Regions from separate parts of the Mus musculus genome. Here all the other regions are linked to region 4. The links are chromatin contacts, called in public HiChIP or PLAC-seq maps. All regions are on one chromosome and are shown on one strand. Each heading gives the region's core, a stretch centred on a gene start, on an enhancer-like site or on the middle of the called end of the contact. The rest is flanking DNA. Distances are from core to core; before and after follow the strand shown.

Evidence for each region. HiChIP or PLAC-seq counts read pairs in DNA pulled down with a chosen protein or histone mark.
Region 1: a contact with region 4 is called in a FOXA1 HiChIP or PLAC-seq map of pancreatic cancer cells. The contact joins two enhancer-like sites. A contact is called at or near these places in 6 of 39 promoter capture datasets (embryonic stem cells, frontonasal cranial neural crest, hippocampal neurons and 2 more), 3 of 15 datasets of contacts at CTCF or cohesin (embryonic stem cells and large pre-B cells), 55 of 484 Hi-C or Micro-C datasets (the BV-2 cell line, the C2C12 cell line, the CH12 cell line and 16 more) and 11 of 115 datasets of contacts at active chromatin or transcription factors (embryonic basal ganglia, embryonic stem cells, pancreatic cancer cells and 2 more).
Region 2: a contact with region 4 is called in a FOXA1 HiChIP or PLAC-seq map of pancreatic cancer cells. The contact joins two enhancer-like sites. A contact is called at or near these places in 1 of 15 datasets of contacts at CTCF or cohesin (embryonic stem cells), 6 of 484 Hi-C or Micro-C datasets (embryonic stem cells and stem cell-derived neural progenitor cells), 8 of 115 datasets of contacts at active chromatin or transcription factors (embryonic stem cells, pancreatic cancer cells and stem cell-derived neural progenitor cells) and 2 of 9 other capture datasets (adipose tissue and liver).
Region 3: a contact with region 4 is called in an HNF4G HiChIP or PLAC-seq map of pancreatic cancer cells. The contact joins the promoter of Cbx6 here to the enhancer-like site in region 4. A contact is called at or near these places in 10 of 39 promoter capture datasets (the C10 cell line, cranial neural crest, embryonic stem cells and 5 more), 4 of 15 datasets of contacts at CTCF or cohesin (the NIH/3T3 cell line and embryonic stem cells), 70 of 484 Hi-C or Micro-C datasets (B cells, the BV-2 cell line, CD8 T cells and 25 more), 29 of 115 datasets of contacts at active chromatin or transcription factors (the SCID.adh cell line, SST interneurons, T-cell acute lymphoblastic leukemia and 13 more) and 2 of 9 other capture datasets (adipose tissue and embryonic stem cells).

The regions. Positions count from the first base shown.
Region 1 is chr15:79,810,175-79,816,780 of GRCm38.p6, reverse strand. All of the region lies in intron 5 of Npcd (neuronal pentraxin chromo domain), which reads left to right. Among named protein-coding and RNA genes, the nearest start is that of Nptxr, 8.8 kb to the right of the region's middle. Within about 2 kb of position 2,905, at least 25 of the 459 cell types and tissues checked have an H3K27ac peak or open chromatin away from gene starts, as enhancers often do. A contact at or near this core is called in the C2C12 cell line, the HL-1 cell line, pancreatic cancer cells and 1 more, where this site is marked.
Region 2 is chr15:79,875,473-79,882,256 of GRCm38.p6, reverse strand. No RefSeq gene overlaps it. Among named protein-coding and RNA genes, the nearest start is that of Apobec3, 14 kb to the left of the region's middle. Within about 2 kb of position 2,701, at least 122 of the 459 cell types and tissues checked have an H3K27ac peak or open chromatin away from gene starts, as enhancers often do. A contact at or near this core is called in adipose tissue and pancreatic cancer cells, where this site is marked.
Region 3 is chr15:79,832,988-79,840,398 of GRCm38.p6, reverse strand. It overlaps Cbx6 (chromobox 6), which reads left to right and starts at 6,066. Exons shown (of 5, transcript NM_028763.3): 1 at 6,066-6,256; 2 at 6,441-6,484; 3 at 6,632-6,697; 4 at 6,821-6,887. The coding sequence starts at 6,188. Npcd (neuronal pentraxin chromo domain) reads left to right here and starts at 6,066. Exons shown (of 9, transcript NM_001013362.2): 1 at 6,066-6,256; 2 at 6,441-6,484; 3 at 6,632-6,697; 4 at 6,821-6,887. The coding sequence starts at 6,188.
Region 4 is chr15:80,049,949-80,057,023 of GRCm38.p6, reverse strand. Gm41362 (a long non-coding RNA gene) reads left to right here. Exons shown (of 3, transcript XR_875493.1): 2 at 1,214-1,245; 3 at 1,876-3,806. Among named protein-coding and RNA genes, the nearest start is that of Gm41362, 6.3 kb to the left of the region's middle. Within about 2 kb of position 2,788, at least 83 of the 459 cell types and tissues checked have an H3K27ac peak or open chromatin away from gene starts, as enhancers often do. A contact at or near this core is called in the C2C12 cell line, CD8 T cells, the HL-1 cell line and 8 more, where this site is marked.

The sequences.
Region 1 (6,606 bases), core at 1,656-4,155, 240 kb after region 4:
ATTCGAGAACATCCTCAGCTAAGATCACTAAGATCTTATCTCAGAAAAAACAAACAAACAAGCAAAAAGGAACAAAAAACCAAGGTGCCTCGGGAGACGGCTCAGGCAGAATAGTGCTTGCCATGCAAGCGTGAGGATCGATTTCCGTCCTTAGCACCCAGGTGGGCAGAATGCAGAGATGGGCACTTGCAACCCCAGCTCTGGGGAGGTGGAGACCAGTGGATCCCTGAAGCTCACTGGAAGCCCGTGTAGCTGTATCAGTGAGCTCCAGGTTCCGTGAGAGGAGGCCTCATCTCAAAAGACAAGGTAGAGAACATGGCTGGATGCTTCAAAGCTCTTGCTGCTCTTCCAGGGGATCCGAGTTTGGTCCCCAGCACCCATATCGGGTGGTTCATGACCACCTGTAGTTCCAACTCCAGAAGATCCAACACCCTCTTTTGGTCTCCACAGGTACCTACACACCTGCCACACACACAGACGCACATGCACACACACGTACACATATGAGCACACACACAAAAAATGGGGAAACATTGAAAAAGTGCTTCATCCTGCTGAGATGCATTAACATAGTAAAGATGGCGAGCTTTATATTGTGATTTCTATACTGAACCATTAGAAACAAAGTCAGTTCCCCAAATCACCCCGACTTCATCTGTTCAGCAAGCGTGTCGTCGCTGCTGCCGTTCACCTGCCCCCTCTGCCTCCCCAAACATGTGCCATCTCAGTGGGACAGTGAGATCTGAGGACAGCCATCACAAAGCCTAAGAGAAGGCAACCCATCCAGGAGCTCCACATCGGGTCCCAATTAATGCTTGATGGCACTGGGTCCCCTCCTGTCCCTCAGCTGGGAGATGGCCTTCATTAGAGAAACCTGGGACCAAAGTCTTTTCTGCCTTTCCCAAAGGCTTTGTGAGCTCAGAGAATGACAAAGGCCTGTGCCTTCATTTACAATGATGGCCGGTGGTCACGGTCAGTTACCACAGCAGGGGCTTTTATGAGTAAATGGGCCTGGGGAATGATTGGCAGAGCAGAGGGCCCATGGCAGCAGGACAGGCTAGGTGGCAGGGGTTCTGTGTTCTGGGAAATAATGACACCCCCTACCATGTCCTCTGGTCACTCTTGCTTCATGGTCTAAAATGGAGCCACGAGGAACAGCCTTTGGGGGTAGACTTGGCATCTCAGCTGTTCTCTGTCATGACAGAGGATATGGCTGTGTGCAAGGAACCAAGATACACTTTGGAAGGGCAAGCATACCTCGGTCCCCGATGGAGGTTCATAAACACCATTGTCACCCCTCTGGCTCTCTTGGGGACCTCTGCCACTCTCAGTCTTGCTTTTAGAGCAATGGTGCCTCGGCAGGTGACTTGCTATTCTGAATACCTCACAGTGTTCCTCTTTCCTGCTTTTCAAACCCAGGCACCATTAAGAGCCGTGTTCAGAACTCATGTGGCTTGAGGGGAATCTGCTGGTCACCTACCATCAGGTCTCAGTGTTCCTTTACCTTGAAGGAAAACAGGTCGCCCAGGCAAACTGCGTTATCTGGGAGGGTGGAAAGTGGCCGTGGCTAAGAAGACACACCTTCCACATCTATGTTCAGATGTGGCTGCTCCTGGCATCTGGTTTGATGTCCCAGCTTCTTGGGCACCACCAGTTAACACTGCCCAACACCAGCACAAACAGCTTGAAGATAGTAGAGAAACAGGCTGGAGTCCCTGCCCTCTGTCACCTCAGCCAGGCTGGGCCTGGCCATGCTTTGTTCTTAACCTGGAATAAGGGGGCAGGGCTTCCTCCTTAAAGATGGCAAACATGGGCGGAGCAGAGTTCATAAGCATTGACCTAATAAGTTGAACTACCCAGCACACTGCTTCTTTGACACCCAGAGAAGTCCCAGCTCCTGCCAGACAGATTCCTGAGAGATAGCCCCAAACCCAGCCCCAGCCAGCCCTACTAAACCATCTGTCCTGCCACAACAGAGTCCCTGGAGCCAGACTGCCTAGCTGTGTGGGACCCATGACATATCTCTTGCCTGTTAGGTGTCTTCATTTCCCCCATCTACAAAATGGAGATAGCTCACTCTGTGAAGTGCCTGCCTCGAAAGTATGTTCACCAACACCCCCAACACCTACAAAAAGCCAGGCATGGTGGCACATGACTGTAACCCCGGGTCTGTGCTGGGGCAATGGCAGAGAGAGGCAGGTCCCTGCAGTTTATTGGCCAGCTGGCCTTGCTGATTTTCCAAGCTCCAGGGTCAGTGAGAGACCCTGTATCAAAACACGAAAGCGGAGCAAGCTGGCTCAGCGGGTTAAGGCAGTAGCTGGCAAGCTAGACAGCCTGAGTTTGATCCCCGGGCTCCTCATGGGGGAAAGGACAGAACCAACTCCTGCAAGTTGTCCTTTGACTATGTACACATGTGCACACACAAATAAATGGATGTAATTTACAAACAAATAGATAAAAGTGGCGAACAGTCCAGGAGACACCAGATGATGGTGACTGGCTTCCGCGCACATACACACAACTGCACACATGTGCACACTAACAGGTATGCATCCCCTCCCCATAAACAGAACACAGTAGGAAAGCACACTGACGGCCCTTTCTTCATGGGGTTGCTGGGAGCCAGACTCTGACTGTGCACTTGAGTCTTCCATTAATCCCATGGTGCAGCCGTTGAAGCTGGAGAGAGGTTGAGCCACCTGCTCTGGTGGTGACAGCCTTATTAAGTTGTACAGCTGGGATGAATGTCAAAAGGCTTACTTCAGAGCGCTGGCTCTCAAATCCTCTGTTCTACCTCAATTCGAGCCCCTGGGGTCCCACATTCAAAATCTAGCTCCCCACCACATGTGGTCCCCCAAGGCTATGTGACTCACCCCCTTTCCCTAGGAAGCCCAAACCTTATTCCTGCCTGTGACTCACTCCTTCCCAGCCAGCCACGAGCCATGAGCGGCTGTGACTAAGTGACCCCTGCATGGAAATGTCACTCTGATCTATCATTTCCTCTGCAACCTGCTGCCCCCTTCCAGTCCAGACCTCCCGTGGATGTCCTGTGCCTGTTCGAGAGTGTAGACTCCCATGGGGCAGGGCAAAATATGCTTACTTCTCATGCCTTGACTCCACGTGGCTACAGAGCTAAGGGGCCATAGATGAGGTGGGAGGTTAGTGGGGTGGTGCCTTCTTAGGGACAGCTAATGTCACCGTTTTTTCCAAACCCTAACTCCCAGGAAGAACCGAGTGCATGGCAGGGGTTGATGGAAATTTGGAAGCGAGGGAACATGGCTGAAATGTTTTGTCCCTCGAGTCAGGGATGGGTTCCTTAGGGCTCAACTGAGACTCCCAATATTTGGGGGTCACTAAGGAAAATGTGTTTTCGGGCCCCAAGGTGAACCCTGGAGAACATGGCTGGTTCGAGGCTGGAGAGATGGCTTAGTGATGGAGGTTAACTGCTTTTGCAAAGGACCCTGGTTCAGTTCCCAGCACTCACCTGGTGGTTCACAATGGTCTGTAACTCCCATTCCAGCAGATCTGATGCCCTCTTGCGGTCTCCATGCAAGGACACTGTATGCATGTAGTGCATATAAATTGACATAGGCACACGTGTATACATAAATCTAAATTAAAAAGACTTTTGGTTTTTCAAGACAGGGTTTCTCTGTGTAGCTTTGGCTGTCCTGGAACTCACTCTGTAGACCAGGCTGGCCTTAAACTCCGAAATCCACCTGCCTCTGCCACTCTGGAGAATCAAGCCAGATGGCATTCCCCATCCACCCTCCCCCTGACCCCAAACTCCTATGCTGGAGAATGCAGAGGCCACTGGTGAAGGGCAGGGCAGTTTGTAAGGGGAGCAGCCCTGAGCCCACACAAGTCAGTCTCTCCCTCTCCCTCTCCCTCTCCCTCTCCCTCTCCCTCTCCCTCTCCCTCTCCCTCTCCCTCTCCCTCTCCCTCTCCCTCTCCCTCTCCCTCTCCCTCTCCCTCTCCCTCTCCCTCTCCCTCTCCCTCTCCCTCTCCCTCTCCCTCTCCCTCTCCCTCTCCCTCTCCCTCTCCCTCTCCCTCTCCCTCTCCCTCTCCTTCTTCTCCATCTCCCTCCCCCTCTCCTTCTTCTCCATCTTCCTCTCCCTCTCCTTCTCCATCTTCCTCTCCCTCTCTCTCTCCTTCTCCATCTTCCTCTCTCTCTCCTTCTCCATCTTCCTCTCCCTCCCCCTTTCTCCCCTGTCTCAAAAGAAGGTAGAGACCATCTTAGTAAAACCCAGAGGACACAAACACATTGAGATTGCATCATCAGTGGGAAAGATGGGTAAACTGACTGGCCTAAAGAGGTAGCCACTGAGCAAGAATGAAGCCATTGGTGCCTACCATGGTCTAGCGCAGGTCTTCATGGGTGTCTAAAGATACTCTTTTGTTTTGTTGAGAAAGGGTATCACTATGTAACTCTGTCTGGCCTGGAATTCACTGTGTAAACCAGACTGGCCTCGAACTCACAGATAGTTACCTGACTCTGCCTTCCAAATGCTGGGATTAAAAGTATGCACCGCCATGCCCAGCTTCTACGCTGCTGCTGCTGCTGCTTCTCCTCCTCTTCTTCTTCTTCCTCCTCCTCTTCCTCCTCCTCCTCTTCTTCTTGGTTTCCAAGACAGGGTTTCTCTGTGTAGTCCTCGCTGTCCTGGAACTAACACTGCAGACCAGTGTGGCCTTGAATTCATAAAGAGATCTGCCTGCCTCTCAGGTGCTGAGATTAAAAGCATGTGCCCCCGCCACCAGGCTCTCTGGGTAGTCTTTTTTTTTTAAGATTTATTTGTTTGTTTGTTTGTTTGTTTGTTTATATGAGTACTCTGTAGCTGTCTTTAGACACACCAGAAGAGGGCATCAGATCCCATTACAGATGGTTGTGAGCCACAATGTGGTTGCTGGGAATTGAACTTAGGACCTCTGGGAGAACAGTCAGTGCTCTTAACCACTGAGCCATCTCTCCAGCCATGTCCTCAAATCCTGCTCCAGGCACTGGACTCAGGCTGGCCAGATGAGGCAGTTGTCTGGCTACTGCCTAGAGACACAGACTATCCCAGCAGCATGGGTTCCATTGTGTGAACTTGAACATCAGTGCCCCAAATTAGTGACTGAGTAACCTGAAGCCACTTGCTTAACCTCTCTGTGCTTCATATGGCTGTCTGCAACTCAGGAATGGTGGCAGAGGCCCAGGGCTTCCTAAGGATATTGTGAGGCTTTAGATAAGAGTGTCAAAGCAGTAGCTAGCTAGTGTGACAGCCACCTCAGGACAGCTCCCTCCTTGCCACTTTCCTCTCTCATAGACCCTGTAGCAGTCGCTTCCCTCCATGCTTCCTGTTTTCCAAGTTGAAAAATAACGTGTGGGTATAGTTTGCTAGTGGCTGCAGTTTTGGCAGGTTGTAGACAGACTTTAGACAGGAGAGACCTAAGGCTCGAGTCAACTGAGGCTGATAAACTAGCTCATGGAGGGAAGCAAGAAGGACCTGGCTCACAGGGCTTCCCACCTGCCCTAATTCCCCACGTTGTCCTATTTTCCAGCCAGAGAGCTTCCCTAACCTGGTCCCCATTTTTAGATTCACCCTAGGTACAGGAGGAACCAGATGGCATTGGAAGTTGCTGCCAGGCACATATGAAGGACCACCCGGGCATGGTCCCATGGCCTGGCCTTGTTGTAGCCAAATGGGACTGTTCAGACCCATTTAACAGACAAGAATGGAAGTCTCCCAAAGCTTGAGGCTCTAAAGGCAGCATCTGAGGAACCCCGGCCCCCACCCCATTCCCTTTCCTAGATCACAAACTCACTTTGTGTAGAAAGCGCATGCACCTGGGTCTACCCAGGGACCAGAGACCCACATGCAGGAAACCAGTTTCTGGGCCTCAAAAATGCATGCAAGGTCTCAGTGTGTAAAGACGCCTGCCAGGAAGAGCAATGGCCTGAGTTCGATCCTTGAGACCCATGTGTCAGGGAGAGAACTGACTCCCGAGGGCTGTTCTCTGACCCCTGGATGTGTACACACACCTATCTCCCTCACTCCACAATAGATGTAAAGAACTTAGATGTCCACCCAAGCCATTGACTAGTGGGAGAGACACTGGTGTGGGGCCTCTAAGGTGAGAAAGACGGGGGTGGTTGTCTAGCCAACAGGGCTCAAGTGACTGTGCAGGAAGAAGCCATTTCTCAGGACATCCACACAGGACAGGGATGACAGGTGGCAATGGAAGATGTTGACTGACAACTGCCAGTCTCAAGGGCCAGCTTGGGCATCCACTGCCCATGGGACCCCAGGACAAACACTGAACCTGAATTCAGCTTCCCCAGGTGTGGACTAAAAACTGGGTAGCATATAGCTGAAGTCTGGCCATGGATGAGACCCCAAGAGGCAAGACTCGGGAGGTAGAGCCCAGTATCTGGGAGCTACTGGGAAATCTGGGAGCTAATGGGAACCCAGCCTGTCCCTCATAGCAACAGACGGCAGCCTTGCTGGCCCTGTTCCTACTGCCCTTTCCTCTCTGGCCCTGGCCAGGACTCTGCACAACTCGATGCCTCTGCCAGCAGAATACACTCTTCCTCCTGCTTTGGGGCCCCTCTAGAGCCTGCAGGAA
Region 2 (6,784 bases), core at 1,452-3,951, 170 kb after region 4:
CTCCTCTCAATGATTGAATTATTTTTACCATTTGCCTCTATTTCTTTCCTGTATGAAAGCACTCAAAACATACCCAAAACCTGTTGTAGAACCTTGAAAATAAAGTAGAAAATTAGAGTTTTACTATGTAGCCCTGCTTGGTCCTATACTCTGCCCAGATTCTACCACCTGCCCTCCTGTCTGCCCCCCCTCCCCCCGTATTACAATTTAAGCTACAATGCAAAAATAAAATCTTAGAAGCTACCACTTAGAGGAGATACCTTGCGTAGAAAGGAATGAGGAAGATTCTGATTGGTCTAGGGCTTCTGCTTTCAGGTTACTGGTTTGTTGTTGAGTATGCTTAGTTGCTATTATATTACATTGTATCTATGACTTTAAAAGGTGAATCAATGTTGCCAAATGGTTCTTTATCTATAACAACGAATACACGATGTCTAAGGGTCAGAGAGAGGGCTCACAGATAAAGGCGCTTGCGGCCAAGCGAGGGGAGCACCTAGAAGAACAGTGGGATGAGCCACCTTCAGTCTCTCCCACTCACATGATAGAAGAATATGGATGTATACAAGTTTTCTGATCTCAGTATGTATATGGGTGTGTGAAAATGCATACCAGGAACAAACATAAAATAAAAGCAACTAATCAGAAAACTGCATGGCAAGCACAAAGACTGAACAGTTCTCCAGAGCAAGCATGAGATTGGAAATGCACGTTCTAAGACAAACAAGCAACCTTCAGGGAATGATTTTACACATGCAGCCATGAATCAGCATTGCAAGGGCTAGGAGGACATTTCATTTGCTGGACTAGCAATCTCATTGCCTCTAGTTATGAATCTGTGACTGTCAAAGCCTCGGAGCATGACAGTCTGAAGCCATGGAAACAGGTTCTATTAAAGGGCTTGGGAGGTTCGTTGCTAAAGAGCTGGTCTTACAAGCCTGGAGACCCGAGTTTGGATCCCCAGAGCCAACACAAAAACCCAGGGATGATTCTCCCAGTGAATGGCAAGATGGGAGTTGGAGCCCTAGAAGCATGGGGGCCAGTCAGCCTGCCCTTTGTACTGAAGTTCCCAGCCTGTGAGAAACTCTGGTTCAGGTAAAAGGAACAGGCCTGGAGGACTAACACCCAAGTTTGTTCTTTGCCTTCTACACACACACACATACACATATACATACACACACATATACATATATGTGTGTGTGTGTATATATATATATGTGTGTGTGTGTGTGTGTGTATTTATAAATCAATTAAAAAATAACCAACTCATCCCCCAAGAATAACCACGGAAATAATGCTTTTTGTTTGTTTGAGACAGGGTCTCTCTGTGTAGCCCTGGCTGTCCTGGAACTTGTTATGTACACCAGGCTGGCCTCGAACCCAGAGATCTGCCTGCCTCTGCTGGAACTAAGCATGTGCCATGAGACCCAGTCTGGAAATAATGCTTTTAAATACAGGACTGGTTAGCCTTTCCAGGGATGTGGCCTGGTTAGGAGAGTGCTCACCTAGCACGCATGAAGCCTGGGCTTTATTCCCCAGCTCTGTGCAGCAGCTGCTCAGCTCCATCAATAGCTCCAGCTGCTGGCACCAGCTTACAGCAGTTTAGTGGACGTCCGCCAAAGCTCTGAAACACCAGCTATGTCAAGGTCTGTACCACCACCCCTGTCAAAGAGGATGCTGACCAGGAGATGAACTCTGGTGTTCTCTAACCTGGAGGCAAAGGATGGCAATGGAGAGGCCATCATGCACTACCCTGGAGTCACCTGAAATGGGGCCACCTTACTATCACACCTACGCACACCCACAGGCTACCCCTTCACCTGCATCCATTCCTCACTCACTGGACAGTACACAGCCGCTCATGCTTTATAGCTGGCATCATGAGATGGCCAACAGGGTTGGGGGTGGGGAGGCAGAGCCCCTGCAAAACAGGCGGTCGGGGCTAAGGCAGAAAGGGCACAATGCTGATACTCTTCTGCTCTCACAGAGCCCTGCTAGCATCCACTCTGACTGGGTGGGTGAGAAGATGCTCACGTTTCCTGTGGTAAAACTGGAACCTGTGGCAGCGGCAGAATGAATGAGTCTGACTTTGAAGGTAGACTCGCATGGGTTGCTGATGCCAAGTGTCCCCAAAGGAACAAAAGTCATCTATTCTGTCGTAAATGGAAGTTACATGTAAAGAGAAAAAAAAACAAACAAAAAAAACAAACAAACAAAAAAAAACCAAAACAAAACAAAAAAAACAAGTATGGTGTTGAATGCCTGATAGCCCAGCACTGAGGAGGTGGAGACAGAAGACTCCGAAAAGTTTAAGGTCATCCTTAGGTACATAGTGAGATCCAGTCTAGCCTGGGCTACAAGAGACCCTATCTCAAAACCACGAGATTAAATTAACTTGTTCCTAAAGATGCAAAATGACAGAAGACAAGGACCTCCATCCCTTGGTACCACTGTCCTCTAAGCAAATGCATACTGTCACGTCCTTGCCGAAATGTTTGCAGTTCAGCTGTTAAGATAAGGAGAAAAATGATGTTGGGTACCAGATAGGGCTGTAGAACGTTTCACGGTGTCCCATTGGGAACACACAGAACAGGAAAGGAGTTGGTGCGCACACAAGCAAGCGCACGCAGCCTTGGAGCAAGCAGATGACATTGCTCATGCGCAGTGTGCAGAGCAGCCCTTGGCACTGGTAGGCCTCCAGCGTGAAGAATGTTGCCTGGCTTGCCACCTTGTTTTTCCTGCCAAAGTTATGATAAGAGGCTTTTCACTTACAGACGATTTACTTTGTGAGTCACGGGCCAGAAATGGTGCTTTGGGATCTGAGCCAGCAAGGAAGCAGTCCTGAGCTGGGAGGAGGGGCTCTGATCTGGGAACAAAGGCCTGGGTTCCTCCCGTGGCCTTCCGCGCAGAAAAGAGTTAATGGTCACGAGTGATACATCTGGATCTTGATTCTGGTCAAAGAAAGTAATAGCTTAAAAAAACCCGGGGGGATGGGAGGACAGCCATCTCCCCCAGTCTAAAGTTGAACGCGTTCTTCAGCATGCTCTAGAAAAGCAGGTAGGGGCAGGTCAGTGTGCATTCACTCAGGGGTGACAGAACCCAATTCCAAGGGGATCAAATGATAAATGGACCGAAGGAGACCTCTGGCTCCTGCAAGCTGCAGGTGCCTTGGCTCCGGCTCCTCTTTCTACTTGTCTCTTTTCAGACCAGTTTCTTGCAGTAGGAAACCGGTGGAAACAGCAGAGATGACAAGCCCTCTTCACCATCCTGAAGAAGGAAGAGGAACTTTGTGGGGGGGGGACCCCACCCCAAATTCCTGGGGGTGGGGTGGGGTAGGGGGAACGAATTTGAGATTGATTGGACCAGCAAAAGTCATGTGCTCACTTGTGACCCAATCACAGCGTAGCTGAGAGTGGCGGTCTCTAGTATCTGGGAGGAAGGAAGGCCTCCTGGGTATGAAGCAATTATTAATGTTTAAAATGATATTTTAGGGCTTGGAAAGATGGAGCCACTGGTTAAGAGCTCATACTACATTTGCAGAAGACCTGAATTCAGTTCCCAGCATCCACAGCAATTAGCTCACAGCAATTAAGCCCACCAGGCAGAAGTAAAAGACCACCAACTCGGCTAGCCCATGGTGGTGCAGGCCTTTAATCCCAGTGAGAGGCAGAGGCTGGCAGATCTCTGTGAGTTCAAGGCCAACTTGATCTACAGAGTTGATTTCCAGTTCAGCCAAAGCGACACAGAGAAACACTGTCTCAAACTAACAAAACAAAAGACCAGCCATTCAAATGGCCAAATTGGAGCAAAAAAAAGAAAATAAAGAAAAAGAAAAAAAAATTTAAATTGTGAACAGCAGCACAGAGCTGGTCCAGCAACCGTCTGCCCTAGTGCAAGTTTTAGAGGTCGTCCCTAGATGGGGAAGATGAGGGTTTTATAGCTTAGGAGACCGGGCTTTCCGAACAGGGGCTTTGGCAGACAAAGAAGCAGGGTTACAGAAGCAGAACAAGTTGGTCATGAGGAGCTCCTGAAAGAAAGGCATGGCTGCCATTTCTTGAACAGGAAGTACAGAAATGTGTAGCTGAGGTTCTACACGGGGCATAGCTTAATCCTTGAAAGAGGTTCATCATAAACAGGAATGAACCTAGTTCAACCTTGCTATAAGATGGCACTCAAGCTTAAGATGGAGGCAGGTTAGTTCATCAACAACCACCTATAACCAACTCCAGTTCCAAGGGAACTGGTGCCCTTTTCTGACTCTGGACACCTATACACATGTGCAAATACCATCCCCTCACATATACACATAATTGTTGTTGGGTTTTTGTTTTTGTTTGCTTTGGTTTTTACTTTTTTTTTCTCCTCCCCTTCTTCCTCCTCTTTTTTCTTTGGAGAGTCTTTGTGTAGCCCGGGGCTAGACTTGACCTGAGTCACCATATTACAGATATGTGTCACCATACCCAATGAATTTCATCTTTGGTTTTGGGACATGCAGGATCTCACTGTACAGCTCTGGTGACCTGTAACTTGCTATGTAGATCAGGCAGGTGCTGCAATGAATGGTGTACACCCGTATATCTGGCCCCTCATCTTTTAATTTAGAATCATTTCTGAAATCCTCCTTTTTTGGGGGGAGGCTGTTTCATGTAGCTCAGGCTAGCCTTGAACTTGGTACATAGCTGAGGATATCTTTGAAAATTTGATCTTCCTGCCTCCATTTCCCAAGACACCTCCATGCCTGGTTTAATTCTCTCTTTGAAAGACAAGGTTTCTCTGTATAGCCCTGGCTATCTTGGAACTCACTCTGTAGACCTGGCTGGCTTTGAACTCAGAGATCTGCCTGCCTCTGCCTCCGAAGTCCTAGGATTAGAGGCCTATGAGGCTACCTCCTAGCTTAATTCTACTCTTTTAAGAAAACTACAGGGGTTGGAGAAATGGCTCAGGGGTTAAGAGTACTGACTGCTTCTCCAGAGGTCCTGAGCTCAAGTCCCAGCAACCACATGGTAGTTCACAACCATCTGTAATGGGATCTGATGCCCTCTTCTGGTATGACTGAAGACAGCTACGATATACTCATATAAAATAAACAATTAAAACTACAAATGGATGATCTGTGTGTGAATGAATGGTGAAGATTTGTGTTGAGGGAAACCTTCAAGGACCTCATAACAACCATCCCTTGAACACACACAGTTTTTCAAATTAATATCTACTGATCTGTCTTTCATTTCCAGAAGGCAGTGCTCAGCAAGCATCCAGATGTGAGGGCCAACTCTCCAGGTGTTAGTGCTTCCCCACCTGCTACATCCACTCCAGTAGTGACACACATGACAGGCCAAAAGCCTGGATGCAGTCCTGAGACAAAGAGTTTCACGGAAACTTAGTATCCTGGAACTGTGGCATCCCATAGCACGTATGCTCCAATTTTGTCCTTGGGAATGGATCTGTGTGCTTCCTTTCAGTATTGTTTTGTTATAGGTGCCTCCAAGCAATGACTTGCCAAATACCTAAGCAAAATCGAACTTTGCTTCCTGGCCTTCATCAATGCCCTAGGTAGTCCTTGAGCTGACCCTGGGCTTGGAATTCAGTAAGAATGTTGCCGATTCAGTGACATTCAGAATTGCCTCTAGTATTGTAAGAGAGATAGTGAAAGAAATCAGACATTACTATCTACTAAATAGAGTTAGAAATCTCAGGGCAAGCTTAGCAATGTAAGTTTAGAATTCTTATTATAGTTATGTATGGCAGACTACATTACTTATTAGTAGAAAGTCCCCCCACACTATCACTTAGAATAAAAGCCAAGTTGCTCCCATATACAGGAATTTACAATGGTTTAGGAAGTAGATCGGGCGGTGGTTTTAGAGTATTGCATTATTCATGAGATGGTTAGCTAGAGCGGAACTCCCTAATTAGAGACTTGGGCGTGAAAGCCCTTGCCCTGGGAGTGTAAAGACCTCACACCTGGCTTCTATGACTATAGCTGACCTTAGATAGAGCTGACTTTGTCTCTGTTGTTTTATTGCCCAGTTCTTTCCAGTCTTTGTGTTTGCGTTCCTCTGTTTTGTGTTAGAGTCATTAAGCATCCGGTAACCTCATTGTACCTTGCCGATGTGTCACCTAACTTCCCTATTTTCTTCTGTATAAAACAGTTTGATGCTCGATTTGACAAATTACATTCAGATTCATCACACTCTCTTGTGTCCTGGCTGTTTGTCACCCCATTTTCGCCAACTCTATGCCCATCTGTCCGAGACCCTGATTCCCATGGATTGAGGGGGGCCCGACTGAGCCTGGTCTGTGGCACCCACCGAGGCAGCTCCTCTTTATTCTTTCAGTTTCTTCAATCTATTTCCTGCTAAGGCAGTTTTCTCCATTTCCAGAGGAACTCTATTCCTGCCGCAGATTGTGTCCTCAGGTCTCCAATGACCTTCTAGGTCCCTCTGATGAGCTAAGAGAACCAGGGCTACCTACCATCCTGTGAGCGTCTCCTCAAGAAGGAATCTGATTGGCGTGGCTAGCGTGGAAGGCAACACTGCCGTCCCAAATAGCAGAGGAGCGTGCTTAGCCCACCAGAGTGGATACTGGCTCCGTAAATGCTTTAATTAGTACGCATCCTTTGAAGGCATCCTCTGAGTGTGCGCTGGCTGTACCTTTGATCCCAGTCGAAGGATGAGTGGCTGCCAGGCTGATTCATCCATGACCTGAAGGAACGCCTGCCCTTGGCCTCCGAGTACCGCACCTGAGCTATTTCTTGTTCTTGCCAGATCTGTGACATCTTTATTGG
Region 3 (7,411 bases), core at 4,817-7,316, 220 kb after region 4:
CTCTAGACTTATGTGCTGGTGCCAGATAAGGCCCTTCCCTTCCCTCTCTCCTCCACTTTCCCTTCCCAGGTGCAGCCCCCTACTCCTACATAGGGGTCTCCACCCATCTTCTCTTTCACTTATTAAAGCACTCACATGCGCCAAAGACTAAGGACACAGCTTCAGCAGCTGGGTGTCACACAAGAAGTGTCCTTAAGATACTGCATTGTAAAAGGGGCATCTGCCCCCCCCCCCCAGACCTCACTGGTTTTATTTTTTATTTTTTGGTTTTTCGAGGCAAGATTTCTCTGTGTGAGATTGCTGGCTGTTCTGAGCTCACTTTGTAAACCTGGCTGGCCTCAAACTCAGAGATCCACTTGCCTCTGCCTCCTGAGTGCTAGGACTAAAGGCATGCCTCACTACTGCCCAGCTGAGACCTCACCATTTTTAACATGAGCTTTGTCCCAAATTGGGACTTACTTGTGTTATTACAATAACCCTGAGTTGTTATAATATTACATTACTATTATTAATATAGAGTAATTAATATAATCATATTAATATAACATTTATATCATATAACATCTCATTATATATTATATGGCATTGATGTTTTCTTTTATATTAATTATGGTATATAATAAATATTATATAACACCTACTTGTATTTTGGTTTGTTTGTTTGTCTTTTTTGTTTTTTTCGAGACAGAGTTTCTCTGTATAGCCCTGGCTGACCTGGAACTCACTCTGTAGACCAGGCTGGCCTCGAACTCAGAAATCTGCCTGCCTCTGCCTCCCAAGTGTTGGGATTAAAGGCATGCGCCACCACTACCTGCTACCCACTTGTATTATTATAACAATCTTGAGTCTTAGTCATTCTTCTATTGCTCTGAAGAGATACCATGACCAAAGTAATGTATTAAAGAAAACATTTAATTAGAGGCTTGTTTACAGTTTCAGAGTGTGAGTCCACAATTGTCATGGTAGGAGGTATGTGGGAGACAGGCATGGCATAGTAGCTGAAAACTCACATCTTGTCCACAAGAGGCAGAGACTAGGCCCTGGTACCAGCTTTTAAAACCTCAAAGTCTAGCCCCAGCGACACACATCCTCCAACAAAGCTACACCTCCTAATTCACCAAATGAAGACTAAGTATTCACACATATGAGTCTATAAGGACCATCCGCAGTCAAACCACTACAGTCCCCCTTACCATGAGACATTGTCGTGCCTCCTATTCAGGGGAATGTCTATTTTCCTGCTGGGCAGTGGGCATGGGGGAAAGAGGGAGTGGGAGAAAACCTGTGTCCCACCAGAGTTCCGGTGCTCTGGGTGGGCAGAGGAGGGAGGACTGCCACATGCTTTCCATGTGGCCCTGGAAGGTGTCTGGCTGTGGGAAGCCACTGGACCCCAGCTTGGTGGGGATGGGGGGTGGACAAGGGGCAGCCCTAGGTCTCTGGGCCTCTCGGAGGCCAAAGATAACAGGTTCTCAGTCTTGGGCATCCCACACTGGATACCGCAGAAGAGCTGAGAACAAATGGGGGCCCCAGGGCAGCTTGGTCAGCCCCAGGTCTGAAGGGAGGAAAGGGCAGTGGGAGAGGGAGCACTGGGTGGTTCCCATGCGGGTGAGAGTCCTTGGTCCAGTCTGTGGCTGGAGCCCAGGAAGGCTTTCCAGTGGACAGGAGGTTAGACACTGCAAAGCCTATCCCATCGTTCAAGTAGGGCAGGCCTTGATGAGCAGACACAGTCTATTGTTTTAGAGCTTTATTGTAGAAAGGCAGGGAGAAAGAGAGAAGATAGAAAGAAGGAGAGAGGCCGGCCATGGCCACATGGAAAGAGGGGGGAAAGGGAGAAAGAGAGAGAAGGAGGGCTAGAGGGGAAAGTAAGAAAGGTGAGAATTTAGAGAGAACGAGGAGGGGCCAAGCAGCCTCTTTTATAGTGGGCTGGGCTATCTTGCTGTTGCCAGGTAACTGTGGGGAGGAGCATACCTGGCTATAGTCAGGTAACTGTGGGAGTGGAGGCTAGCCAGAATGCCAGGAGCTTGGGACATTGTCTGTGTGACTTATAACCACAGAATTATGGAGTTGGGGGCTCTGTGGTGTCAGGCACCTGTCTGTGGGAACGTGGCTCACCGTTCCTTCCCTTGTAGAGCTTTCTACTGGGTCGCTAGAGCAAGCATCATTCAACCACAATAGGCTGCCTATTATGGCCCCACATTTTCTCATCCAGGAGTCAGCCACAATTTAGTGGCTGAACACAATACTACCTTATTACATCTATACCTACAGGTCAACAAACTGGAGACTATGTTCTGGTCTCCTCAACAGTTGTCAAACTCAGGCTCCTACAGCAAGCTCCAGAACTATTGATACATTTCATTGCTTGACATTGTAGAACAGAGGTCTGCCATTTCTAGAAGCCATGCCCCATTCCTGTCACCGAGTCTCTCTGAAGTGTGGCAGTTTGCATCCTCAAGGCCAGCAGGATAACAGCTCTGTTGGCTGGATCTGTCATGTCAGGAAAGCCTGCCCAGGCTAACTTTCCTTTATGCAATTAAGAGTTGACTAATTGGGGACCTTAATCACATCTGCAAAATCATTTTACTTTTCCCAGAGAACCCAGTATGGGAGCACAACCCTAGTCTGTCCTGCAAGCTCTCCCCACGTGAGGGAAGGGGTTACTCAGGATATGTGCACTAGGAACCTTGAGCCTATGCCTTGTTTTGACTGTAGGATGTGGGGATGAAAGTGTCGTGTGATCTCCCCAGTTGGTCCTTCAGGGCTCTTGCAGGACTTTCCAGGGAAGGGCAACAGCTCACTCAGAGACAAGAGGACCAGTCAGCTTTGCTTTTACTCATTGCACCCACGATGACCACCCTGGGCAAGACCAGCAACGAAAACCACCAGCTGGACCCAGCCAACAGAACAAGGGGAGGGGATACATTCTGATAACCTGAAGCCACACTTACATGGTTCACGCTTCAGGGAAGACAGCGGTCCCCAACTGTGAGTTGAGACCCCTTTGGGGTCACATGTCAGAAATACTGCATATCAGATATTATATTCATAACAGTAGCAAAATTACAGTTATAAAGGGTCACGGCACTAGGAAGGTTGAGAACCACAGAGGTAAGAGGACCATTTCTCTGTGGACAGCAGCTCACGAAGGCCGGAGAGGAGTCTTTTCCTTATAATGAATCAAACATCAGAACAGCTTGAGAGAGGCGGAAGAAACTTTGTTCCTCAGGATGAGATGACCTTCTCTAGGTGTTGACAACCACGGGACAGGCTTCTAGGGGGCACCTATAAACTTCTCTATTTTTTGAATGAATAACATCCAATATTTCAATTAAAAACAATCGAACATAACCATTCTCAGAATATAGTCAATGACCAAAAAGTGCTAACAACCACTGAAATTTGAGGTGAGGGGCTGGGGAGATGGCTCAGTCTGTAAGTGCTGGCCACAAGAATATGAGAATTTAAATTTGGATTCAGAACATGCATGTGAAAAGCCAGGCGCAGTAGTACTGGCTGCAATTTCAGTACTGTTTTGTTGATGTGTGTGTGTGTGTGTGTGTGTGTGTGTGTGTGTGTGTGATTTGCTGGCCAGTCCAACCAATCAGTAAGCTTCATGTTCAGCTGAGAGACGCTGTCTTGAAAAATAAGTTGAATAATGATTGAGAGAGACTCCTAGGAACCTCTGGCTTCCACATGCATAGGCGCATACTCACAGGCATGCGCACACAGGCATACACCCACAAACTGAAACAGAGAAACCGGTCTAGAGAGGGCAACAGGGACCATGTAAGAAGGCATAGTCCTGATATGCTTGGATTAAGGTTGATGCCACGGAGAGGTTATTCTGGTCCAATATAACCACGGGGTCCGCTTGAAGAAGCATGAAGATAGTCAGTGGTGGTGAAGTGTCCATAGGATTAGAAATGTGAGTGGGGTATGGTGGCGCACGCCTTTAATCCCAGCTCTCGGGAGGCAGAGGCAGGCGATTTCTGAGTTCGAGGCCAGCCTGGTCTACAAAGTGAGTTCCAGGACAGCCAGGGCTATACAGAGAAACCCTGCCTTGAAAAACCAAAAAGAAAAAAAAAAAAAAAAAAAAAAAGAAATGTGAGCAACACAACCGAGTGCCAAAGGAGTGACAGTGGCCTCTAGAAGCCCCCTGAGGCCAGGGGCTGTTTATGTGTTCAGGGTTCTTAGCCTTGACTTTAGCTCAATGTCTGTGACCTGGGACATCTGCACTCCAGAGCGGGTCATGTTACGCTGCTCTATTTGGAGCTGTTTGTTACAGCAGCAACTTGACACAAATCCATCTACTGCTGGGGAACTATCTGCACCTTGAGGTCACGCAGGGAGAAAGGCAATTTTCTCACCGCACTGACTTTTGTTTCCCAAAGCTTCCACAATGGCTCACAAAGACTGCTGAGTGATCTGCTATGTGGATAGGTGGCCATCTTCTTCATCCTGTGGCCTCCTCAGCTTGCACAAGCACAGACACCCACACATTCAACTTACCTGCTCATCCACGCCACCCCACCGGGGCAGAACAACTCTCTACTTAGGTGATGTTCACCTCAGGTTTGCTGTCTTGCCAGCTAAGAGGATTTTCTCAGTAGCATAAAGACTTTGAGGGGGAGCAGAAGGATTTCAGTCAATGTACTTTCTATACATATCTGCAGGCGTGCAGGGATGGAAAGCTGAGATTTTCATCAGTGAATTTGCACCTTCAAGAAATGGTGCAATCGCGGGGAGACTTGTACAACCCTGTGCCCCCACCCCATTCTAATAAGCCAATCATGAAATCAAAAGATAATCCTGACCCTTACAAATCCCCACCCCTCCTCCAGCCCAGCCCTAGACAACAGGTGAACAGAGCAAAATCAGTGTTAATGTCCAATCAATATCATTAAGGGAGGATAGCATCTCCAGTGTGAATAGTACAACCCTATAGTGCTTAAACATTTAAATAGATAGAACATGTGTGCCTGTGTTCTCCAAGTAGGTGATGTATCTATGCATATTCATGCAGGCCCGAGTTTAGGGAAAGAACTGGGCTAGAGGACCCCAATGACTTAATACAGGTTATGAATTGCTCCTTCCCTTTCGTTTCCTTATTTATATGTGGTTAATTTTTTTTTCTTTTTGCAAAGAACAAGACCACTGGCCTAATGGAAACTCCGATTAAATAATTTTTCAATGTGTGTTTCCAGCGAGGTGGGCTACATCCAAGAGGGAAAGTTCCAGATCCCACTTGCGCCTCCCAGGAGCAATGGCGGAGTCATTCCTGCAGCTGTGGTTTGTAGAATTATGCTGTGGCCTGCGGCCTGAAAATCCCAATACAGATTTGACCATGAAGGCGGGTTCTGCTGAGTGACCCAAAGAAAGACTGCTTTGGACTCAATCTGGGATGCCCTGCGGTTCTCTTTTGAGACCTCTCTCTCTTTGGTTTATAAACACACTCGCCAAGGTCTACTTGTAGGTGTTGAGACCATGGTCGCAGGCCTGGGTCACCTCTGCAGTCACCCCCCCCCCCCCGCCGCCCCCTTCCTGCTGTGGCGTTTTTGTTTTAACTTATCTGAACCGGTTACAAAACCACACTCCCACGAATACATAAATAATGGATGGGGTGATGTGTTAAAGAAATCCCCACAAGGCCTGGCAAAGCTGCAGTGAATGCATTTCTGCTGTATCATATTTAACTGTTTGCAAACGTCTGCAGGAGGATGCACAGCGCCTAGAGACTCCTGGGCCTATCGCATCTCTCTGTCGAGGGCCTGGCAATTCTGGCATGAGGAGTTACAAGGAGGGTAGGAGGTGGCAGGGATCCTGGGCCTGCAGGATGAAGTGGGACAATGTAGGATTGCACTGCACCTCACTCGGCTTGGCAGCAGCCAAGCATCCATCGGTCTCCCGCCAGGACTGCGGGGGAGAGGACAGGCCCCTTTAAGAGCCTTCGCGCGCCCCCGCCCCGCGAGCGCTCATTTTCCCTAGCAACCGCCCCGGGGGAGGGGGAGGCCCTGGCAACGGCGCTCAGGCCCGGAGCATCACGTGACGGCCCGCAGCTGGAACGCGAGCGCGCGCCCCGCCGAGCGCCCGCCCGCCGGGGGCCTGAGCGCTGGGGCGCGTGCGCGAGCGGTGCAGCACCGGCCGCGGGAGCAGGGAGTATTATGGGCTGTGGGTGCCGCTGAGCAAGATGGAGCTGTCTGCAGTAGGCGAGCGGGTCTTCGCGGCCGAATCCATCATTAAACGCCGGATCCGCAAGGTGAGCCCTCGGCCGGGACAGCCCTGTGTTCCCCGCGGTGGTGTCGGAGCCCGCGGGGCCCTCGGGGTGCAGTGGTCCGGCTAGCCGGGTTCCCTCAGCCACCCCCGCGCCGCCGCCTCCTCGCGTCCCTGCATCTTCCCCACCCCCACCCCCTATTTTTTTTTTTTTCCTTTCTGTTTTTCAGGGACGCATCGAGTACCTGGTGAAATGGAAAGGGTGGGCGATCAAGTGAGTGTCGTGGGTCGTTGGCATGGGGACTGGGGAGGCGGCAAGAAGACACCTGGGCCTTGGATAGGGGGTGCGTGCTTGAGCCCTCGCGGTGTGCCCCTGCCCCTTGGGTTTTCATTTTGCTCTTCTGTACGCGTGACTCGGCAGGTACAGCACTTGGGAGCCAGAGGAGAACATTCTGGATTCGAGGCTCATCGCAGCCTTCGAGCAGAAGTGAGTTGGAGAAGCTGGCAGGCGCGGTGGGGCGCCGCGCAGGGAAGCGGGAAAGGCGGGCAGGGTCGGGGAGTGGGGCCCAGGAAGGGACCCTTTTTCATCTTTGGCGTTTCTTGACTACAGGGAAAGGGAACGTGAGCTGTATGGGCCCAAGAAGAGGGGACCTAAACCCAAAACTTTCCTCCTAAAGGTAACCTGGCCCAGCCCCAGCAGCCCCCGCTCGGGCCCCCAGCCAGGGCGCAGCACAGGGCCGGCCTGCAAGGGAGGGACAGATCCGCCGCTGCCTAGGCGGGCAGGCTTTTCCAGAGGGGCCCCAGCTGGGCAGGGGGTGGTTGTGAGTCCCTGACAAGTCCCTGGCAGCGGGCCGTAGCCAGCCCAGCCAGAGGGGCCTGGGAGTGGGGTAATCAGGGATGAAACCAGGAACTGGGGGTGGGGGATCGACTGTGCTCCAGGAAGCGGGTGAGTGAAGCAGGTGGGGCATACTCAGGGGAGGAGGTGACTGGGAAGTTCTTTTCGCTAGTGAGACCCTTCATCTCCTCCAGCCTTGAACACACTGGCCTGTTTTGTGATTTAGAGTCTTGGAGCTGTTGAGTATAGATAGGCTTACCTCCTGGCAAAACACTGGCCTCCCATGCCCTATAACTGCCCACCTCCTTTGGAGTGTATTCTGTACCTTCTCCCATAGCACTTGGGGGCCCGGCTTGAATTTGACCT
Region 4 (7,075 bases), core at 1,539-4,038:
GGGCTGATAGGGTACTCTGCCCTGTCTGAGTCGCCACTTGCTCCATCCCCTTGGGGCTGCCTTCTAGCTGAGGTACCAGGCCAGTGGGGCCTCTGTAGCCACACACAATGGTCCCTCTGTGTGTGTGGCACAAAAGAAAATGTGAATGGAAAGGGTAAGGGTGAGGGCAGAGGAAATACGGCCGCCTGTACTAGAATAGAGTTTTGGCCTTGGTGGAGGTCTGGGGTCCAGCATTGGGTGTGAGGCTCTGAGGCTCTGGGCTAGACATTAGTTGACTGCCTTGGGGTCACCTCCATTCTCACTGTGGTGATTTCAAATAATCCTTCCCTCCCACCCCCAATTATTTAATCCAGATGCTGATAGATGAGGGTCACATGACCTTCTCTGGCTTCTGGGCTCTCTCTGTAGGTAGGTACATAATGAATGTGGCACAGTGATAGTGGAGGGGTTTCTGGGAAACTGCAACTTTGGAGGGCTGAGAGGTGGCACTGATCTTTCAGAGAACCTGAAATCAGCTTCCAGCACTCACATCAGAATGGCTTACAAGCACCTGTAACTCTAGCTTTAGGAGATCTGACACCTTCTTCTGGCCTCTGGGGGGGTACCCAAACTCATGTTCACAACACACACACACACACACACACACACACACACACACACACACATACACACACACACACACACAAATAAATCTTTAAAACAAACAAACAAACAAACAAACGATACTTTCTACTTCCCAGCTCTTGGGAAGCTGGTCTCCGTGCTCTGATGCCCAACAGCTCCCAGATGAGACCCACCTGGGAAGCAGTAGAGGACCAGCTGTGAGTCCTGCAGGGCTAATGGGTTGTCCAGCCTGTCCAGGGCCCTGGCTGATGGGAGGAGAAGGCTCGGCTGAGCCTAGCTCAAAATGCAGATTGAAGCTAGATGAATGCTTGCTTTAAAACAAAAATGAAACAAAACAAAACAAACCCCCCTGTGTGCACATGTGTGCGCACGCACATGCGCGCGTGCGTGCGTGTGTATGTGTGTGTGTGTACGTGTACACAAGCATGTATATACACTTACAAGGGGCTCGTGCAAAGGTCAGAGAACAACCCCGGGTGCCATTCCTTATTTTCTACCTTGTTAGACACAGGTCTCTTTGTTGTCATAGCTACATACATTAGTCTAGCTGGCCTAATCTCTTCTGTCTCTCCCTCTTCTCTCTGCACAGGAGCATTGGAATTACAGCCATGCGCTGCCACGGTAGGCTTTTTGTGAGTCTTTGGAATCCACGCTCAGGGGCTTATACTTGTATGACAAACATTCTAATCACTGAGCCATCTCCCCGGCTTCTGCTCTCGTTTCCAGCGTAACATTTCAGGCCTGTATGCTTCATACATAGCAACAGATAATTGTAATTCTTCCAGCCGGGCGTGGTGGCACATGCCTCTAATCCCAGCACTCAGGAGGCAGCGTCAGGGGGGTCTCTGAGAGTCTGAGGACAGCCTGGTCTCCTAGTGAGTTCTATTTATGTAGTCAGGGCTACACATAGAGAGACTGTCTCGAAAACAACAATTGGCAATTTTTCCATGGTCATTAACATCACCTTTGATGCCCGGGAGCTGGTGAAGAATGTGGGCTTCGTGGAACACTTATCAGTGGGCACTGAGCCCCTTTCCTAACCCCAGCTTCTGGGTCTGAAGGTGACAGCTGTAAGAAAGCTCAGCTCGTGAGTGTGGCAGAGGGGGGAGATGGAGTGATTGACAAGGGACCTGGTGACATGGGAGTGCTCCATTGATGGCTGTTGTTTATTATTACCATAGGCTTTTGCTTTTTATTTTTATATTGTTATTATTGTCAGCTGGATTTTGTTTATGTTTTGTTTTGTTTTAGATCCCTCAACTGCTGGAATTACATGCACCACCGTACCCATATTTATGTGGTTTCTGAGTGCTGAACCCAGGGCATGCTGGGAAGGTAGCTGACCACATCTCCATCACCGGCATTTTCATAAGCAGTAGATCATCTCTTTCTCCAGGCAAGTCTTTGCTGCTCACCTCTTCAAGGACCTCTTCTTCCAAGAAGCCTTCCTTGGCTACCCCAAGCTACATGGCACCTCTGGCCTCCTGCAACAAGGGTCGTTCCACATGTCCATTGCTTGTCTACAGCCATCACATTGACACTATGTGAGGGTACCCTTTGTGAAGCCAGCAAAAGGCTAAAGTCTCAAAGCTGCGACAGAGAACATGGGCACACAGTGGGGGCTCTGAAAATGTGATTTTCTGTTTTTTTAAATATAGCTGTGACCGCAGCCTGGGCCACCTCCCTCAGACTGTGCAGGCCACTTCCCTCAGACTATGCAGGTTTCTTTGTATACCAGTATGCCTGCTTGAGTTGTGTCAATACAAGCATTTGCACACATGGATGTGGTTTTGGCATCTGCAAGAAGGGATATAGGTATGATTACACACCACCATTTACTGCCACGTCTATGCAGAGGCTCATGGGCATGGGTGTGTCCCTATAACGTGCCCTGACACTGGGGCATGCCTCCGTGTGCCCAGAGCAAGGCTGTGGCAGGGAAAGTGTAGCAGCTGCTAGATCCAGGTTCTGCCATTTCTCATTTGGGAACTAAAAATAACCCAGCGCCCAGCCCTATCCCAGGAGTCAGGAACCAGCCCGCAAGCCTCACAGGACACCCCAGGCTGGCTGTTGCTTTTGTCCCTTCTTAGGCTACCATACTCCCTAGCCTTCCCTGCCTTGGGCTCCCATGACCTCATTGCAGGCCTTGCTCAACCAGGGCCACAGGAGGAGGAAGGGCCAAGGCCACGCCCATGTCCAGGCAGCTGGATACAAGCAAGGCCTGATAAGGTCAAGCAGGGATTGGGGTACACCCCCGCCTCCAACCAGGGCCAGGCAGGCAGACATGAGTCAGCACAGGGGGCCATCAGCAGCCCAGGCCTGGCCACAAGCAGGTGACAGAGGGCTCAGAGGAGAGTTCTTTCCCAGGAGGCCAGAGATGGGTGTGGAGGACTCACCTGGTCTCTGGCCTCACTTTCCCACTCCTCAGCCTCACTTCCACCCCAGAAGCCCCTTGGAGAGTCCCTCCTCCCCTGCTGGCTTCCTGTCAGCTCTGGCCATACCCTTGTCCTTGAAAAAGTTGTCGGCCTCTTGCAAAAGAGCTTCTGACTTAGCTTAGGAAGTGCCCGTCCCTGAGTGCCATCCCTGCCCTCCCTAGGCAGGTGGTCAGCATTGCCTTCTGGTCCGGAAACATCTCAGAGTCCCCCCTTCTCTGGGAAGTCAAGTCCTTTTCACACACATCCAGACCTGAGCTTTGTAAGGCCCTGAAGCGTCTTTTGAAATTCTACCCACACGATGGACCCTCACAGGGTCCAGTCACAGGCCAGGAGGGGTCATTGTTGTCTTCCTTTACAAGGAACAAAGCCACAGCCCTGTAGGACACATGCTGGCTGGAGACTCGCCAGGCTTCATCTGAGACCAAGCACGCTCCAACATCCACTGTGGCTGTTCTGATCTTTCCTGCTACTGTCTTCAGTATTGACAACCCAGGTCAAGGGCCCTGAACCTGGAAAGATGTACAGCTAGGGCTGGGTCAGCCTGAGCTGCGTAGTGAGACTCTGTCTCAAAACAACAACAACAACAACAACAACAACAACAACCCATGTACTGCTCTTGCAGAGAACCTGAATTCAGTTTCCAGGACATAAGTGAACTGCTCAATTGCTCACAACTTGAGCTCCAGGGGATCTGACGCCCCCTTCTGGCCTCTGAGGGTACCTGCACTTATGTGCACATACCCACTTCTGACCCCATATATACATATAATTAAAAATTTGTTTTTGTTTTTGTTTTGTTTTTGTTTTTGTTTTTGTTTTTTTTGGTTTGCTTTGTTTTGAGGCAGGATCTCACCATGTATCCCTGGTATGTAGACCAGACTGGCCCTAAGATTACAGAGAGCTGTCTGTCTCTGCTTCCCAGATGCTGGAATTTAAAGTTGAAAGTGTTTGGAGATAAGAGGTGACGAAGGCAGATATCACCTAAGCCTCCCAGGAGGCAGAGAGCAGTCATCCAGAGAGCCGTGACAAATCCAGAGGGAGGAGTCCTAGCTTGTCTCTGTCGCTGTGATCAGCACCCTGAATGAAAGCGACTTGGGGAGGAAAGTATTTATTTGGCTTAGCCGTGTGGATCGCACAGTCTGTCACAGAGGGAAGTCAGGGCAGGAACCCAAGCAGGAACAGAGGCAGGAGCTGTGGAAGGAGGCTCGGGCCTGTTCCAAGGCTCATTTTTTATAGTCGTCCAGGAGTGGCACTGACCACAGTGGGCTGGGCCATAGGCTTAGGTTTGTATCAAGTTGGCAAAAACTAACCCTCACAATGTGACTGTTGGGAACCAATCAAAGGAGGAGCAGGCAGAAAGCAAAGGAGTTATGGGTGTCCCTTGAGAATCTTCCCAGTGAAGATGTATTCTTCTGTTTCTTCTACGAGCAAATCCAAACTGCTGCAGTTATCTCTGTGCCTCTTTACTGTGTGACTTTAAGCGAATATCTTAACCTTGCTGGTCTTTTCATCAAAAGAGTCAGTTAGATGGTGAGCTATCTCTTCCTGGGCCAAGGGACACTGTGAATTCCCAGGATGCTTTGCCTATGGACCCACTTGGGCAGGATGTTCAGTGGAGGCAGGGACACACACCAGTTATTAGCTCCTTTGGGAGCTGCTCAGCCCCAAGCTGTGCCAGAGGTTTAAGGATGGTAAAGGCTGACTGGCTGGTAGCCGGTCCTTAGACCCCGGCTGGGGCATTCCAGGAAGAAGTCCAGCTGCTCTCAGCCCAGCTGGACAGCGGGAGTGTGGGGTATGGAGGGGCCGGAATGGCCACCTGACTCAGGGAAGGAACCTGAAACCATTCTGGGCCAGGAACTGAACTGAACACAGAGCCCTGGGTGAGAAGCGTAGGCTGACGAAGGGGAGGCCCCGGGACTTGGCCTGTCCCTGAGCCAACTTCCTCAACATCCGGTTCCTGACTCAGTTTCCTCCCGTGTAAAAATGAGGGGGGGTGTGTCACCGCTTCACAGAGCTGTGCAGAGGGACCCAATGAGCAGTACGGTACAGTAGGGTTCTTTGAGGATCCCTTCCCCCATCCTCTGTGGGGACCTCAGGGACACCTGCAGACCCCCTTTTATGTCCCAGACTTAGAGACTTAAACAAGAGGAAGAAGAGGAAATAGTTAAACGCAAATAAACAAAATGGGGCCCCAGCAGCCGGCGGGTTTCTTGAGGAAAAGCTGCTAATCACATAGCCAACCATTAAAATGCGTCAAGAGGTTCCTGGGAAAGAGCGTTCCTCCCACTGTCCGGTCCATTTCTGGTGCATTCTTCCTGAGCCAGTGAGAGCAGATGCCTGCCAAGACGTATTTACCCCTTCCTTAGAAGCACACGTTCCGGTCAGCCTTGTTTCTGCACCATGGACAATGCTAGGATCAGGAGCAGCTCCCGAAGCACTTCCTGGTTCCTCCATGGCTGGGATGGGCCCCGTTATTGTTAATTAGCTAGGCTCTGGAAGGGAGAGCTGTGCTCTGTTTTATAGGCTGGGGAGTGGGGAGGCCTGGGTCTGAGCGTAGGATCCACTGCTTCGCACTCTGGGCATTGCGTGCCGTTCCCCCTCTGCCTCATTTTCTTCATCCGGAAGAGCATGGCTGCATCCATGGAGGAGATCACGTGGTCCACTGATGGCCCACAGGCCATATCCTGCAAACCCGGTGTTTTGTTCATAAGCTTTCCTTAGAGCGCCCTGGGGAATAGAGCCCTGTCTATGTAGCGTTTGCCTAGCGTACACAGGACTCTGGGTTTGATTCCCCAGAATCACCTATGACTAGCCGTCAGTACATCTCCTTATGACTAGCTGTCAAGAGGATCAGAACTTCAAGGCCATCCCCAACTACGTGTTGCTTTTTTTTTTTTCTTTTTTATAATTCATTTTTATTTTATGTGCACTGGTGTTTTTTCTGCATGCATGTCTGTATGAAGGCATCCGAAACCGTGGAACTGGGGTTACAGATAGGTGAGAGCTGCCATGTGGGTGCTGGGAATTGAACCTGGGTTTTCTGGAAGAGCAGCCAGCGTTTTGTTTTGTTTTGTTTTGTTTTTTTAAATGGTGGAGCCCTCTCTCGAGCCTTGAAACTCTGTTTCAGAAACAACCAAGCAAAAATTTTCCCTAGATTTGAAGTTTTTTTTTTTTTTTTTTACGTTGAACACAGGTTTATGGATTCAAAAACAAGACCTCCCCCGTATTTAGTGCTAGCTGGCTAGAGACTAGATGGCCTTAGAGCCCACCCTTCCCCTATTGCTAACTCCCCTACCTGGCTTAAAGGTGTTGAACACATGAAGAACTTTGCTGCTCAACGATGTTTCAATGTAAATGCTTTGTGAAGCCCCAGCACCCAGCTTCATCCACTTGCCAGGTACCTGGAGGTTTTGAGAGTAGTCGGGAGGCACAGTTTAGGATGAGTCAAGCCTATGGACCCAGACCCAGAGCACTGGCTCCAGGATGTCTCCCCAACCAAAAGGGAAGAGGAAATACTGGCACCAGGTTTAGGAGGGGCTCTGGGCTCCGGGCTCCGGGCCAGATGCTGTATCCCAGGAGGCAGCTCAAGGCTTCTCCCCTAGGCCTGAGCCGGAAGCTGGGCCCCCAACACCTGGAGTTGCCATCTCCTGGTCCCCAGGATGTAGATTCCTGTGCACCCTGCCCCCACGCCTTCCTCTTCCCCACCTACATTCAGAAGCCACATCCTGCTCAGAGGGGTGGGCCAAGGCAGTCCTGAAGGAGACAGGGATGTGGGTGGAGTCTCTGGGGACCTAGGACATCCTCTCCAGGGTGGTTGAAATCCCTTCTCTGCCTCAGGTTCCTTGGAGCAATTTTTTTTTTTTTTTTTTTAGTTGAGTTTTGTTTTTGAGACAAGATCTCACAGACACCTGGCTGGTCTCGAACTTGCTATGTTCCTGAAGGGGATCTTGAACTTCTGATCCTCCCGATTCTACTCCTGAGCTCCAGGGTTACAGGCTGGCAACATCCTATCTGGT